Linked DNA regions of Anas platyrhynchos: region 2 is linked to region 1. A link is a contact called in public Hi-C data. All regions are on one chromosome and are shown on one strand. The core of a region is the stretch at or near the end of the contact, and the rest is flanking DNA. Distances in the headings are between cores, read along the strand shown. Region 1 overlaps LOC106018117 (a long non-coding RNA gene). Region 2 overlaps CACHD1 (cache domain containing 1).

Region 1 (7,281 bases), core at 1,409-3,908:
GCTCCATTTTTTTTTTCATTTACACCAAGCTCCACAGAGAAAAGCTTTTTAGCCCTCTGTGTTTAGAACTGCTAAACTGGCCAGATTAAAAGATCCAGAGACATCTCTTGCAGAAGTGAAACACCTGCAGAAGGTATTGGGGCTAAAAAACAAATTCAGGATGGCCGAATGGGTCATTACTAGGATGCTGTTATCATGAGAATGGGGGATGCTATTCTCAGGAAAACGAAATTAAACAGTGTCTGCCTCCCCACTCAGACCCTAAAACATGGGGCTTCTGCAGAGCATCCCAGAAGTATCCTCTGGCTATTTCAGGGCCACACTAAAAGTCTCCAAAATCCCTGACTGAACGCTGCAGAAAAGCAGCATGCAAGGGCTGACTTGTGCCCTTATTGTTGCTACTCAGAGCAGCCGGGAGAGAGGGGCAAGATAGGGCTGATGATGCTGGCAGTAACTCCCCACAGGCTGGGCTTCACTTTACAGCAAATCTTGCAACATTTAGGGCTATTCACACCAACAATCAACACGGTGGGGAACCTGGCCACAAGACTTTAGTTTCTTATTTTCTATTAAAAAATAAATAATAAAAAAAAATAGGCAGCCTAGTTTTAGCATAAAGCACTTTGCCTTTGGGCATCAAACTCATTAAGAATTTGTTCACACCTCTTTCTTATGCTTAGAGTCAAATGAAAGATGTATTTGATTTAGCTGCTTCGCAAACAACTCATAAACTTCTGCCATTCTATCCCCTCCTTTTCAAGTGCTATCTTTTTGTCCTTGGATGCTCTAAATTATTAACATATTTTACAGTGTGCTCAAGATAAAAGAGATCTTTCAACTTTCATTCTCTCACCCCTTGGTTGAGCCAGTCACGTTGTTTCTCAATGGATACCTTTGATCAACCTGCTTGTTGGATGTTAAACCGCAGGACACCCCTGGTGAGAAAAGAAACCGGAGGAAGCCTTTCAGCAATCCCTTGCCGTCAGAATTTTCTGCTGATCTAGGGCAGCACTTTGAAGTCACCCCAGCTTACGGCTAGGCTCTGAGAGAGGTCACCCTTAATGTAAAGAAAAGCATAATTATAAAAGGAGCACGTGATTGTTATAAACATCTTACAAAACTAGAGTACATGTAGCCATGTGTGTCACTTTGCCTATCAGTGGAAGTTGCTAGCAGGGGTAATAAATCGTTTATTGACTTGACCCCCAGGCTGGTGTCACTATGAACAAGGCCCTCTGTACTTCACTAACCCTTTCTGACCTATTTTTCTGCCTGTCCTTAACATGAAATGTCATTGTGATACAGCTGCACAGAGCAAGTAATATCTTCTGTATGTAAGCCTGCAGCTATTCACAGGATTATTTAGGGAATGCTATTCAGAGCGAGGATAGCACAGCGCTGGAAAGCACAGCAGCCAGGAGACAAAGCACCTTCAGCTCTGTGTGTGTCTCTTCCCAGCACTGTGATCTCTATCACAGCCTGACGACAGCACACCATCTTTGCTATATTTCTGTGTTAATTTGCAGACGTGCATTTGGTGCTGTGCAACAACAGGGCCAGAAACCCCTGCAGAAATAAGACGGATCCCTGGTGTGCCCTTCGTTGTGGTGGCCAGGAGAATCACAGAATCACAGAATTTCTAGGTTGGAAGAGACCTCAAGATCATCAAGTCCAACCTCTAACCTAACACTAACAGTCCCCACTAAACCATATCCCTAAGCTCTACATCTAAACGTCTTTTAAAGACCTCCAGGGATGGTGACTCCACCACTTCCCTGGGCAGCCCGTTCCAGTGCCTAACAACCCTTTTGGTAAAGAAGTTCTTCCTAACATCCAACCTAAAACTCCCCTGGCGCAACTTTTGCCCATTCCCCCTCGTCCTGTCACCAGGCACGTGGGAGAACAGGCCAACCTCCACCTCACTACAGCCTCCTTTATGGTACCTGTAGAGAGCAATAAGGTCGCCCCTGAGCCTCCTCTCCAGGCTGAACAAGCCCAGCTCCTTCAGCCACTCCTCGTAGGACTTGTTCTCCAGGCCCCTCACCAGCTTCGTCGCCCTTCTCTGAACTCTCTCGAGCACCTCCATGTCCTTCTTGTAGCGAGGGGCCCAAAACTGAACACAGTACTCGAGGTGCGGCCTCACCAGAGCCGAGTACAGGGGGACGATCACCTCCCTAGCCCTGCTGGTCACACTGCTTCTGATACAAGCCAGGATGCTGTCGGCCTTCTTGGCCACCTGAGCACACTGCTGGCTCACATTCAGCCGACTGTCCACCATCACTCCCAGGTCCTTCTCTGCCTGGCAGCTCTCCAACCACTCATCTCCCAGCCTGTAGCTCTGCTTGGGGTTATTGCGCCCCATGTGCAGGACCCGGCACTTGGCCTTGTTGAACTTCATGCAGTTAAACAAGAAGTGTGTGTGTCCCTCAGAGGTGCTTCACAGTGCTCACCAGCACTGTGCCCTGCTCCCAGTCGTTCAGGCACGGTGCTTTCTGAGGGCTGTGTGACACCGGGACATTTATGGCTTCTAGGGGATGGCACCAAGGCACCCTAACTTCTACCAGCGCCCTGCAGGCGAGGACGGAAGCTGGGAGCTCCTGGAGAAAGCAGAGTGCACACAGCAAAACGACACTGATGCACATGGAGCCGACTCCTTTGGCACTGTGTTTTGAAGGGATTTAACCCTCTGTGTTAAGCCGCTTTGTCTCCCCACGAAAGGCCGGGGAGCGCCGAGGCCCTGAGGCCGGCCTAGGCCCGGCGCGGCGCTGCGGTGCCACCCAGCGGAGCGGGGCCGCAGCGGCGGGGCCGGGACCGCCCGGGATCCACCGGTACCCCGAAACAGATCCCCGGGGATCTGTGGATCAATTAGTTTTACTTCGTGCGTGTGATAAACGGCGAGCGAACAGCCTCTGCTCCCTCAGGGGAACCGCCGCCTCAGCTCGCAGCAGACGCGCGCAGGTTGCAGAGGCAAAGGTCACAGATAAGAGCCCATAAAGAAGTGTGAAATTTAAAGGGCTGCAGTTCAGCGTCCCATTACCCTGCAGGCAGGAAAGTCTGGAGCTGGATTTTCATCAGAAAAGCTGTGAGGCATTTGTAGCTGCAGATAATTCTCCACACATGGTCAATGGGATTAAGTGATATCACCCGCATCCACAGGCTGCAGTACAAGCTACAGCTTCAGTCAGATACAGCTTGAATTCCCAGCTGTGAACAGTTTCTAGAAAGGCACCAAATATACAACTTTGTGCCCTTCCATGCCTTCAGACGCCTGTATGACAGAGCTAATGCCTATCCAGACCCATTGCATGTTCAGTGCCTGCTATCGTGAATCCCATTTTTAGGTCAAGAATGATTATTTTTCCAGATGTACAGGTATAGGTCTCTACGGGATGCAGCTTTGTCCCTTGTATTACCAAACCTTGTTACCTTGTTTAGTTATTTTCCTTGCTCAGACTAAGCAGATATCACAAATCAGAGCCTGTGATGCATACAAGGTATCATAATGCCTCATATTGCAAGGCCAGTGGGAGAATTTTCTTAGAAAAGTGAGTTTATTGATAAGCTCCAAGGGTTCTGCTTAGCTAGAGAAATGCCACAATCTTTTCAGAGCATGAAAAGCATGCTGTGAACATTCGAGCACAACAAAGAAACAAACTCTGTACCTTTACTGCCCTCTCAGACAGGGGAGGTCAAATGAGAAAGAAGTCTTAGGAAGGTGAAATGACTTGATCATGGTCACATCATAGCAGCACAGCTGTGGAGAGATGACAGGTTATCTATTCTTCAGTCCTGTGCTCTCTTCTTAAATACTGCAGTGCCTACAGGCATGGCTGTATATAGGTATAATACAGTTTTCAATGTTCTTTCAACACCATCCTCGTGGTCATAAAAATCCCAAGCTTCCTGTTACTGAGAAGAAATGTCATGTGTGTTACACACACACAGCCCTGGCCGTGGAATGGGGTGGTTTTGTGATAGCTGCCCTGCTTGCCTGCTGTGTCAGCTTGGGAACAGGTTTCAGAGGTCTGACATTCATATCTTTTTATCTCTAGGTATTCTGCGAAATATTTTTGAAGTTTAATTACACAACCAAAATTTCTAATGGATTCCTACACCATAGTACTCTGGTCTGTCATCATTATGCTCCAGTCCTAAGGTTTATTTTTTCCCTGGGACAAAGTGTACAAGTATTAAAACACACACCTCTCAATAGGCAGTGTACAGACATGTGAAGAAGCCAGTGCCTTGAAGACTGTAAAAACATTTCTTTTGTAATCTCTGAGATCTTCTGTGAATGTGATCCTGTGAACTTTGTAACCGCATGGCTTTGTAAACGCAAGGCTCTGGCTTACTTAATGAGTGTACCAGGCTGCCTCTTGAAACCTGAGCCTGGATCCAAGCTGTAGGAATCTCTACTGTCCTGTCTACCTACATGTCATTTGCCCTTTCTATAGGTCTAAACACAGCTGCGTTGATTACTTAGTGATGGCTACAGCTGATAAGCCCAGAAGAGATAAGAGATGAGTACAGTTCTTTCAGAAAAACAATAGGCCACAGTCACACATGTCATATACAGTACAAAGACCAACAGAACACAAGATATAATTTAACGCTGGAGTGCAAAAATAACATTATTGGTTTTTCAGTTCTGAATACAAACATAGTCTGATTCTGAAACAAGCAACGGCAGATATTTTGTTCTGTGCATTCAGTACTAGATGTTTCTTCACAGGATTGCCTACATCTTGTCACTGCTGTAGTACCAGCAGAGGTTACAATACCTAAAGACACCAAGTTATTTAGGTGATAAGATTCAAAAAATTACAGCAACAAACCACAAAGGACTAGGGGAGGGCATAAATCCTGATAAAATGCCAGGCCTGCATGCGCAGAACAGATCTTTGTTCCATTCCTGCTCAATCTCTAACCAAAGCACCATGCTGGAAAACAAATAAACAAGCAGTGAACTGAAGATTTGTCTGGTAGGAATTGTAAAAAAAAATAATTCTGAGATATTTAAATAATAAAGGACTTATCTGTACATGCAGCCTCTCTGATTTAATCACTTAATCTTTTGTTAGACAGAGAGTTAGTCCAAGCTACTAGATTATCCTGTTCCTTCTCCCATCGTTCTTCTTGCTTGTCATGACCATCTTCATCAGCTGTTTGTCTTTCTGACAGGAGGTGAGGCACATCTATGGTTTGAAACAAGAAAGATTAATAATGACTGAAGGAAATGAAGGGCAGCAGGATGAGTAGAAAGGATGCTTCTAAAGCAAGCCAAAACATATTTTTTATTTTAAATGCAGACCCGGATTTGTCATAATACATGAAATGCATCTGCTGGAAATACACAGGGAACAAGCAGATTCACATGCACTATAAATAGAGAAGTATTTGTATAACAAGTTGCAGAATAATGTAATAAACTACATTTTTTCATCTGTCTGACAGTTCTGAAATCTGACCACTAATCCATTTAAACTCAAACTTCATTTGTTCTTCCGAACTATTTTGGACAACTACTTTTCAACCTGTCAAAAATAAAGTTTCTTTCTATCTGAGGCTCTGACTATGACAATGTTCTGCTCTGAATGAGTGAAATATCCTTTCTACTGCTCCCAGCATTATCAATATTAACGATTCTGTCAGCAGGATTCCTATTTGCTCTTTTATGGCTCTAGGACTCTGCTGTGTTAACAGTATTATAATTTGTTTTTGTCAGTTAAGTAAGCCCATATGCCTCTAATACAAACAAGGAACAGATTTATTGAGAAAATGGTGCTATTTTTAAACATTTTTCTGACTAATTTGCAGCCAGTTAGTGATGTCATCTTCTTTGAATGCTAAAAAATCACAATGCTCCAAACCACTAAACTCTTGCTTTGTATACTATTCTGAAAAATAAAAAAGGAGCTCAGCAAACGTATTTTTCACACGCAAAACATGTGGTAAAATGCTTCAGGTTGCGAAGAATGGCCTACATTCCCGTAAAGTACATGTAAGGATTTTCCTTCTGAGGTACTGACAAAAACATCGGTTTCAATGTGTCACCTATTTTCTTTCCAAGCCCAGGCCTGGTAATGAAAACAGTTAGGCTTATAAGGGAAAAAGCAATTATAGGACAGTGTAATCAAGCTGCAGAGTTCACTGCTCAGTCATGTGTTCTCAATAAACAGCTTCCCCTGCCTGCTGTACTGTCAGCCCCAAGTCCTGCCCCTCTCTTACTGAGCATGGAGGGTTCAAGCTGCACTGACTGCGGTGCAGGATTTTAGCTAAAGACAGGAGGGTGCTGGTTGGGGTCAGCAGTGCTGAACTCCAGAGTCACAAGTCCAGCAGCTGTGCCCCAGCTCTGCTGTGGGGTGTGAGGAGCAGAGATGGGGCCAGGCTCCTCTGCTTAGCACCACAGACATCCCATGTGCCTGCCGACTGCTTGGCTTGGGCAGAAAAGCTTCTTTTTTGCCTCTTACTGTGTACAAGCTCAAGTTCTCTTCTAGGTCTAACTATTGATAAGAAAATCTGCTCCCAATATTTTCTCTCTCTCGCGCTTTTTTTTTTTTTTTTTTTTCCAATTTAGAGATTGAGGCATCCGAAACAAACAAATTTAGTGCAGTACTATTCAGGCCCCTGATGATCTGGTATCTTAGCCATCTGAGTAAGCATAATTGTTGAAAAATATATGGGGTCAACACAAATTATATCAAAAATCCTATGCAGACTGTCAGCAGACAATGATACATTTTGGAGAGCCATTAACATTGCTCCCATAAAGTAATAAATATTTAAAACCAATGTGCAACAGCTGTACTTCAACAGCACCTCTTCCTAACTACTTTACATCTGTTCTTTTTTCTCTCTTGGAAAATGAAAAAACCATCATAAATAAAACCTTATGCTAATAAAAGCATCTAACCCACCTCCTGACTTTAGATATGTAGAACACAATTCTTCTTTCATTTGTATTACTTCTATTTTGGTAAATCTTCTACAGATTTCAGTTAAGTCGATCCTGATTTCCTTTGGATAGTAGGGAAAAACTCAACCTACAAACTGTGGTAAAAATATGATCTATTGTTTGGCTTAGTTCTAGTCAACCCTTACTGAAGAAAAGTTCATCTAGTGTTCACTTTTACACTCCTCAATAGGTAAAATAAATAAATAAAATAAAATTACCTGTGACCATTACTAATATGCTGGGGATCTTCATGTGTATTTATAGTGACATTAATTTTCTTCCATAAAGTTTTGTTCTGTCCATAATTTCCAACATGATTTTTTTCC
Region 2 (7,281 bases), core at 2,973-5,472, 120 kb before region 1:
ACCGAATTTAAAAACAAAACATAGTAGAAGGTTTTTTTGGGTGTGGGGCAGGGATGGTATCTTTTAAGATATTACTTGGATTTTACAAACTGACAAGAAATAAGGGGGCTCTACTACCACTACCTCTGTTACTATCAAGCTGCACCTTTCCTAGTAAGGACCCCCAACTTGTGTGTCTGGAAGTAGCAAAACTTACTCAGATCATCTTGCTGTATTGTATTGAATCACAACACTATATTTTTTAAAAGTGAGAGAACACTTATCACCTATTAGTGGTCTATTTGCAGAAACCAAGCATGTTTTCAATGCTAGTGATCTTTCTACACGTTGAAGAAATCTACCGAATCCACATAGGAGTGTTTCAAGTCCCATTAAGCCAAATAGTTCTGACTCTTCCAGATAAGCATGTACACACAGCACAATTAACTTGAGGCTTTTCCTTGGCTAAAATAACCTGCTACCGAAGCCTGAGAAGTTAAAACAAAAACAAACCAGATTATCCATGTTTGTGAGTGAGGAGGCACTGCATTCAACAGGGTTATCCTAGGGAAATTACATCACTAGAGAGTTAGCTAACAGCTAGCTGTTGCAAGACTGTGCTTTTGCAGTGGGGAAGCTGTCTTGTAACAGGTCCTTTGGACCTGCCCCTCTCTTTTGGAGCAGGTGCTAGTAGTTACTATGAGGTTTGCATTTACCACTGACACCAGCTGTTACCACTCAAAACCAGTTTGCAGTGTCCTCAACAAAACACCTCAGTATTTCTACATGCAGAAATGCAAACAAAAGTTTTCTTCTCTGAAGATCTTGCTTTAATTAGAATAATAATCCTTCTGAGAAAACTTTGGCTAAGAGATGAAGAACTTCTAGTGCTTCTGAGCATGTCAAGTTTTCAGCTTGAGCCACCTAGAAGCAGCGTGTTACGAAATACCAGGCTAAGTAGCTGAAGTTGGTTCTCACTTTGATGAGTCACCATCCCTGGAGGTGGTCTTCAAGAAACGTGTAGATTTAGAACTTAGTAGCATGGTTTGGTGGTAGACTTTAGTACTAGGTTAAAGGTTGGATGATCTTAGAGGTCTTTTCCAACCTGAACAATTCTACGATTCCATGGTCTGAGTCATGGCTTCTAGCTGGCAGAGAAGAACTGCGGGAGAAGACTGGGCAGAAGACTTCAATCTGAAGATTACAGACTAAAAACAGAAGTGCATATTCCAGAGGCAGGTAGACAGCAACCCTGCTAACCCTCACATGTTAACGAGGAAAGATGGCAAGGATTTGCTGGGAGTACAAGAAATGGAGCAAAAGGAGCATTAGTCTAGCAAATCTGTCTCAGCACAGCACAGGTAATCAGACCCCAAATCCTGGATAATGCCTCCTAAAGCAAGATTGTCTCTCAGACATCTGTTCATTCACGTTGCACGGTTTTGGCAATGAGGTTTCCTGTCCATCAGTAATTCCATTAGTGCAACCACTATCTTAAAATTGAATGGGTCTTCCAGAGAACTGACACCCTCTATGGCAGGCTGTTGTCTGTAGCAGACTGCCTTGTCCAACCTTCTTTTAACGTCTATTAAGCCCTCATGAGTCAACAGCACAACACTCTTCTAACTGCTTTTATGACTTAATTAGCCTCAGGGCACGAGAGATGTATCAAAATTCTCTGAACCTTAACAGTGCGTATGTGTGGAACAGCCACACAAGGCTGAACACCCTTCACTGCTACCCATGTACACAGTTAATGTTGATATTTGCTTAACGGTGACGTAAGATGCCCTCTGTGGTGATGATATTGACTGAATGTGCAACAGAAAGGCTGAGGAGGCATCTGAGTCACTGACCTCTAATCCACGCTTACTTTACCCTGGCAAATGCAGGCATCCAGAACGTTGCTAGAATTTTATGAAACGCATGCATGTCCCAAAGATAAAAAGCAGCAGAGATGCTGACTTGATTGCAAGGGATTTGTTTCTCTCATTGAGTAGGAGAGGTTTATTATCTCACCTGAACATCTAGATTGTTAGGGTCAGCAGTGGAAAACCAGTGTGGTAAGTGTAGCAACATTTCTGTTAGTCTGAATTCTGGTCACCCAGTGAAGCTAGCAGAACCCAAGGATCAGACAGGGAGAGCACAGCGTTTAGCTGCTCATACACAACTGCTCTGACAAAAACAGCTCCTTCGCTGGACAGCATCATTTGCTGAAGGGTGTCAAAACTGTTTAACTGTGTAGCAATAATGTGCAAAGGTGTTTTTTTTTTTTTTTTTTTTGGCAGTCTTATCTGCAACATGCTAGACATCTGAATAACCACAACCATTAACCTGTAATTAGGATGGTGATTTTAAGGTATTACCGTGGTCACTCTCTGTTCCTGATCGACCCCAGTATCGGCGTCTGCGTTCCGGGCTGTGGGCGTGCCGCTCTATTACCGCTGCGATGAATCGAGTGTTACTGACTGGGGGAGAAAAAGAAATGGAACTGACTTTTATGAAAGTATTTTACCACATTTTATCAGTGGGACAAATCAGGCACAGTGAAACAGGCTTTCTACAAACTAATTCTACTCAAATACTACTATTAAGACTCAAGACTGTTAAGTGACAGAAGACTGGAAGTAAAGAGATGGTATCTAAATGTGGGATAGATCAAGATCCAAACTCATCAACCTCATCAACTTGAAAGAAATTACAGTATTAACTTATCCATGCTAAAGAAAGGACTTGGAAAAACAGCAGATGCAAGCCATGAAGCTCAGGTATTTTTATTTTTTCAATCCATAAGTGTTGACAGAGTTTCAAATCTTAGGTGTTGTTTTAGTGAGGGATCAGAGGCAGGGATCCAGTCTGAATCTGGAGCTCTCCCAAAATGTACAGGTACACCTGTGATATTTTACAATACAGCAGCATTACATTCTAAGTGCCACTTTTACTGACAAAGAAGAACGAGCACCCCAAATTCAATGCAAGTGAGATTTGCTGACACATTTGTCGAAGGTACATGCTAGACTTGGCCGCTCCTTGCCAAGGCTGAACAAAGGTAGCAGCTTTGCATACCTTTTGCATATTGTCACAATTGTAATTTCTAAGTTGCAGCTCAGCTGCTGCTGGAACTGGTCATGATGGGGGGGCAAAAGAGAAAAACCTCCTCCACACAGTTGAGATTACAGTCTTTTAAAAAGAATAAATGCAATTTTTCATCATGAGACTGGAGGAACACTGGAAGTTACAACTTAGTTAAAACATTGTCCAGCCATTTTCTACTGCTAATCAGTATGGAGTTTCCTTTTTTAAAAATTTCTAACTTGTTAAGAAAACAAATAGCTCATTTACTTTAATATTTTTGACAGAGAAGTGATTTGGTACTTACTGATTCCTCTGTCTTCATGGCTGTCATCGTCTCTCTCGTCCCTATCATTTTCCAGGTTCGACATACGCACTGACATTTCTACACACCATTACAAACAGAAAAATGCAACTGTTAAGAGAAAAATTTTGGATCAACTTACTAATGGCTGTTACCCTGGTATTATAGTGGAATCACTTTGTATTACTGTTTGAAGAGATGCAGCTTGGTGTGCTCTGTTTCCAAGATAGATGGGGCATAGGGATATCAGGAAAATGATACACCCCACAGCCCTGAATGGAACAGGCTTTATAGAAAGCAAACTGATTCAAAATGTAGACAAGGTAATCAAATATACAGGTAATTAGCACCAATCACACTCTTCTCTCTGTAACTTTCTAACCACCATCACTTCTCAACAACATTTCTCCCAAATTCAGTTTTGTCTCTCAGACTTCAGTGCCTTCGTCACAAAAATATCCTCTCATCACAAGTTTAAAAGGGCTCTGTGATTCCAGAAAAGCTTCTATGCCCTGCCCAGGCAGCCACAGAAGAAAGGATTTTGCTCTGTTTGGCCTCTTTGATGTCTGTGATCTCAAGAACATCACGTGGAACAGAAGCAGGGATACAAGTAAAAAACAAACATGTCCCAGACAGCCCAAACAGAATGGGTATGAGAACTGTAATACTCCTCAAATCATCACTCCAGTGCAGAAATAAACATATTTGACCAGCATGCTGTGACGAGGCCCTCAAAGCTGTGAACTTGGGCTTATCATTTTAACTCTGGAAAAATCATAACTTCAGCTTCCTGATAGGAAATGCTTTTGAGTTTTTCGGGCAGCATTTCCTCTGGAGGCAGCAGGTTGGACTACACCCAGAAGAGGGCAGCAATACACAAGCACCCTGGATGTGACCTTTTACAGAGGCTGGCAAGAGAGAAATACAATGGTGTGAAGCATTGAGGGGAGAAAAAAACAAGAAAAAAGATTTTTTTTTCTGTGTGCATTTTTGTTGTTGTTTTCAGGTTTCAATTCCCGTATCTACTACTTCTCTCAACAGTTATCAGCTCACCCTGTGCAGCCAAAGGTGACATGTGCTGGTGACTCCTCCGATGTATCTGGTGGCGATAGGCGTATACTGCTAGGACAAGCACCATAATGCAGCCCATAATGCCTCCAGCCACTGGCCCGACTGGTGCACTTTTGATCATGTTCAGAGTGATGACCTCATCTCCTAAATCAAAAGGCACAAAACATAGGGGGAAAAAAACATAAATGCTCTGCAGAAAGGTTTAAATCAATGTCTTGTGACTAGAGATGGAATCGGATGATCTTTAAGGTCCCTTCCAACCCAAACCATTCTGTGATTCTATTGACTTGAAGCATGCTCTGACATTGAAAGGGTATGCTACCGAACGAAAAGAGTTAATGCAGCGACTGTTCAGAAGGAGAGTTACCTATTGCTCCCAGGTCATCCACATAGGGGCTCTTGGCTCCCACAATGCCACCGAAGCATTCCTTCTGCGGGGCACAATAGGACTTATCCAGATGGGTCTTCCCATCGCTGTCTACCATACACCACTCACAGTCCAAGACACCAAAGCAATCCCTGAAAAATAAGAATGAAAGAAAACGATATTTACTGCCAAGTCCAGAACTTTTCATTTGACACAGCTCAGCCTATTTTAGAATCATGAGACAAAGGGAAGCCGAAGGCATCTGTAAACTCTCCTCTCACATTGTGTAACATTTGCCCACAAAAATTTCTCACTAAAATGGTCAGGTAGGACAAGGTTATTTATACAGGGAAGTTGTATCTTGAGCTTCCAAGCCTGTTTGATTTGTGTTCTTTTTTCTCCTCCCTCCCTCGCGTCGAGCAAAGGGAAAACTTCCTATTTGTAACTCCTCCAATAAGACGCTTCTCAGCATAGTGAAGCCTGACTACAGATCCACCCCTTTTCTGCAATCCTTTAGAAGACAGAAGAAAGGATTTGGAAAAGTCTGGTCAGAGCGTGATGTGTTCTAGCAATCTCAGTTCCCTAGAGACCACTCAAAACTGGCAAAAACTAAATAAGCCCTCAAGCATCTCCACAAAATGCCAAGAGTAGAACAGAGACACAGGAAGCTGACAGGCAGCGAACATTGCTAGCATGCTCCAAAGTCACCACTGTTAATGTATTGTCTCCTTTCTGTGAACACTTCAGTCCACATAGCCCTCCAGAAGGCAGACAAACATAGCAGTACTATCTGTTTTGCTAAAAAGAAGAATTTGTCCTTTCAACAGCAAATGTTGTACTTGCACAACCCTCAGTTCTTCAGAGTCATGAAGTGTGACTGGAAAGCCATTTGTTTGTTATTAATGGTGTTATGTGACTCAGACAGAAAGAGTGAGGTCTTGTGTTCCTGCACTACAACATAATGTCATCCTTGGTGTTTGCTACAATATCTCATTCTGGTATCATATTTCCTTTTTTCTTCCTTCAAACCATGTAAGGAGGAGCTATTTTCACTTAAAGGAATAATAGTAATTATGTCAAGAACACTGTATCTTCAGAAAGGGAGAACTGCACTTTACCCGCTCTCTGTCCTCTGATTGCACTGCGTGTTAATGCACTGCGGGAGAGCATCCTGGAGGCTGGGATCGATTGCTGTGAAAGTCATTGGCTCCTGATGCACTTCACAACTAGGATTCCTATATTGGGGCAAAAAGTAAAGCATTGTAACATAAGAAGTGATCAAGTAACAATCCATGAAAACCATCATTTTACCTACTACATTGTCATTTGCTTAAATCTACTAAAACATACTGTATATTCTCTCCTGTACCACCTGCTAGTTGCATGTACAAACACTCATTTTTGTTAACTTTCGTCCCATGAGACAGAACATTTGTCCTCACCTGCTTTCGGCGTTGGTGAGGTTGCCAGTACACTCGTTTACCTCCAGAGGGCACTCGCACGGGCATTCGCATTCGTTCTGCTCCATTCTTCAGAGGCAGAAAACAAAAACAATGCATCAGGCGGCTCGCGAATTTTAACCCCACAGTGCAGCTGCAGGACTGCTCGCCACTGAGAATGCTGTTCAGTGCCCCTTCTTCTCTTATCCCCTCTTACAAACATGGCAAGAACAAACTACTCTTAATACAGTGACACTATGGATTAAAGGACTAAAGGAATGCTAAACCACCATGACCCCTACAAGCAGCAAGAGTAAATTAACTGGTTTTCTCTTGAGTTTTGCACTGCATATTTTCACTTGGGTTATAAAATAAACACGTTTTAAAAAAACTTTTTATAAACTTTACAAAATGCCTGGACTAGCCCACTCCTATCAGATCTCCAGCTGACCTGTGGCAGTTCAGACAGAGCCTGTCCACCATGCTGCAGGCACAGAAAGCAAGCGAGTCGCAGGTCTCGTTGACGATTCCCACGAAGGCATTGGTGCCCGGTATCCTCGTCAGCCTGTACTTGGAGCAGTGACTGCCGTGGACAAGGTTTGTCAGATCTCCCTAGGAAAAAAAAAAAAAAAAAAAGCTGTGTTAATGGTATACCAAGGAACCTGTTCTTTATGGAGCTGAATGTTTCCCCCCTTGCATGGAAACACACAAAGCCGAGGGAACAAAAATGCATGGGAGAGCTGCCTTTCCAAACAAGAGACTTATGAAGTTGTTCTTCAACCTGTTGAGTTTTGCACATCTTCCAAGCCGCTACTGGGTGGAAAGACTTTGATGAAGATAGAAAAAAGATGCTTCGCTTGTAAACATCATGAGATGCAGCGGCGGGGCTGAGCCTGACATCCCGCTGACAGCAGGTTACGTTTCACTCCGTGGCACCGCTCACCCCACCCGTCCCACTGCGCCAGCTCTCCGTGACCTCCGCTACGAGGCTCAGCTGTGACGGGGAGGCACCATCACGACTTGTTGAAAACTTGCTGGCACACGTACAT

Evidence for each region. A called contact is a pair of places that touch in the nucleus more often than the background predicts.
Region 2: a contact with region 1 is called in a Hi-C map of F1 follicle, with 4 times the contacts expected there. The contact joins two enhancer-like sites. A contact is called at or near these places in 6 of 8 Hi-C or Micro-C datasets (F1 follicle, F5 follicle, liver and 2 more).

What each region holds. Positions count from the first base shown.
Region 1 is chr8:37,478,743-37,486,023 of IASCAAS_PekinDuck_T2T, reverse strand. LOC106018117 (a long non-coding RNA gene) reads right to left here. Exons shown (of 6, transcript XR_011811041.1): 3 at 7,174-7,281; 4 at 3,663-5,195; 5 at 854-1,057. Among named protein-coding and RNA genes, the nearest start is that of CACHD1, 36 kb to the left of the region's middle. Within about 2 kb of position 2,658, at least 1 of the 8 cell types and tissues checked has an H3K27ac peak or open chromatin away from gene starts, as enhancers often do.
Region 2 is chr8:37,603,897-37,611,177 of IASCAAS_PekinDuck_T2T, reverse strand. CACHD1 (cache domain containing 1) reads right to left here. Exons shown (of 29, transcript XM_072041811.1): 20 at 6,684-6,844; 21 at 6,236-6,322; 22 at 5,912-6,028; 23 at 4,794-4,945; 24 at 4,409-4,570; 25 at 3,359-3,436; 26 at 2,346-2,447. Among named protein-coding and RNA genes, the nearest start is that of RAVER2, 17 kb to the left of the region's middle. Within about 2 kb of position 4,222, at least 2 of the 8 cell types and tissues checked have an H3K27ac peak or open chromatin away from gene starts, as enhancers often do.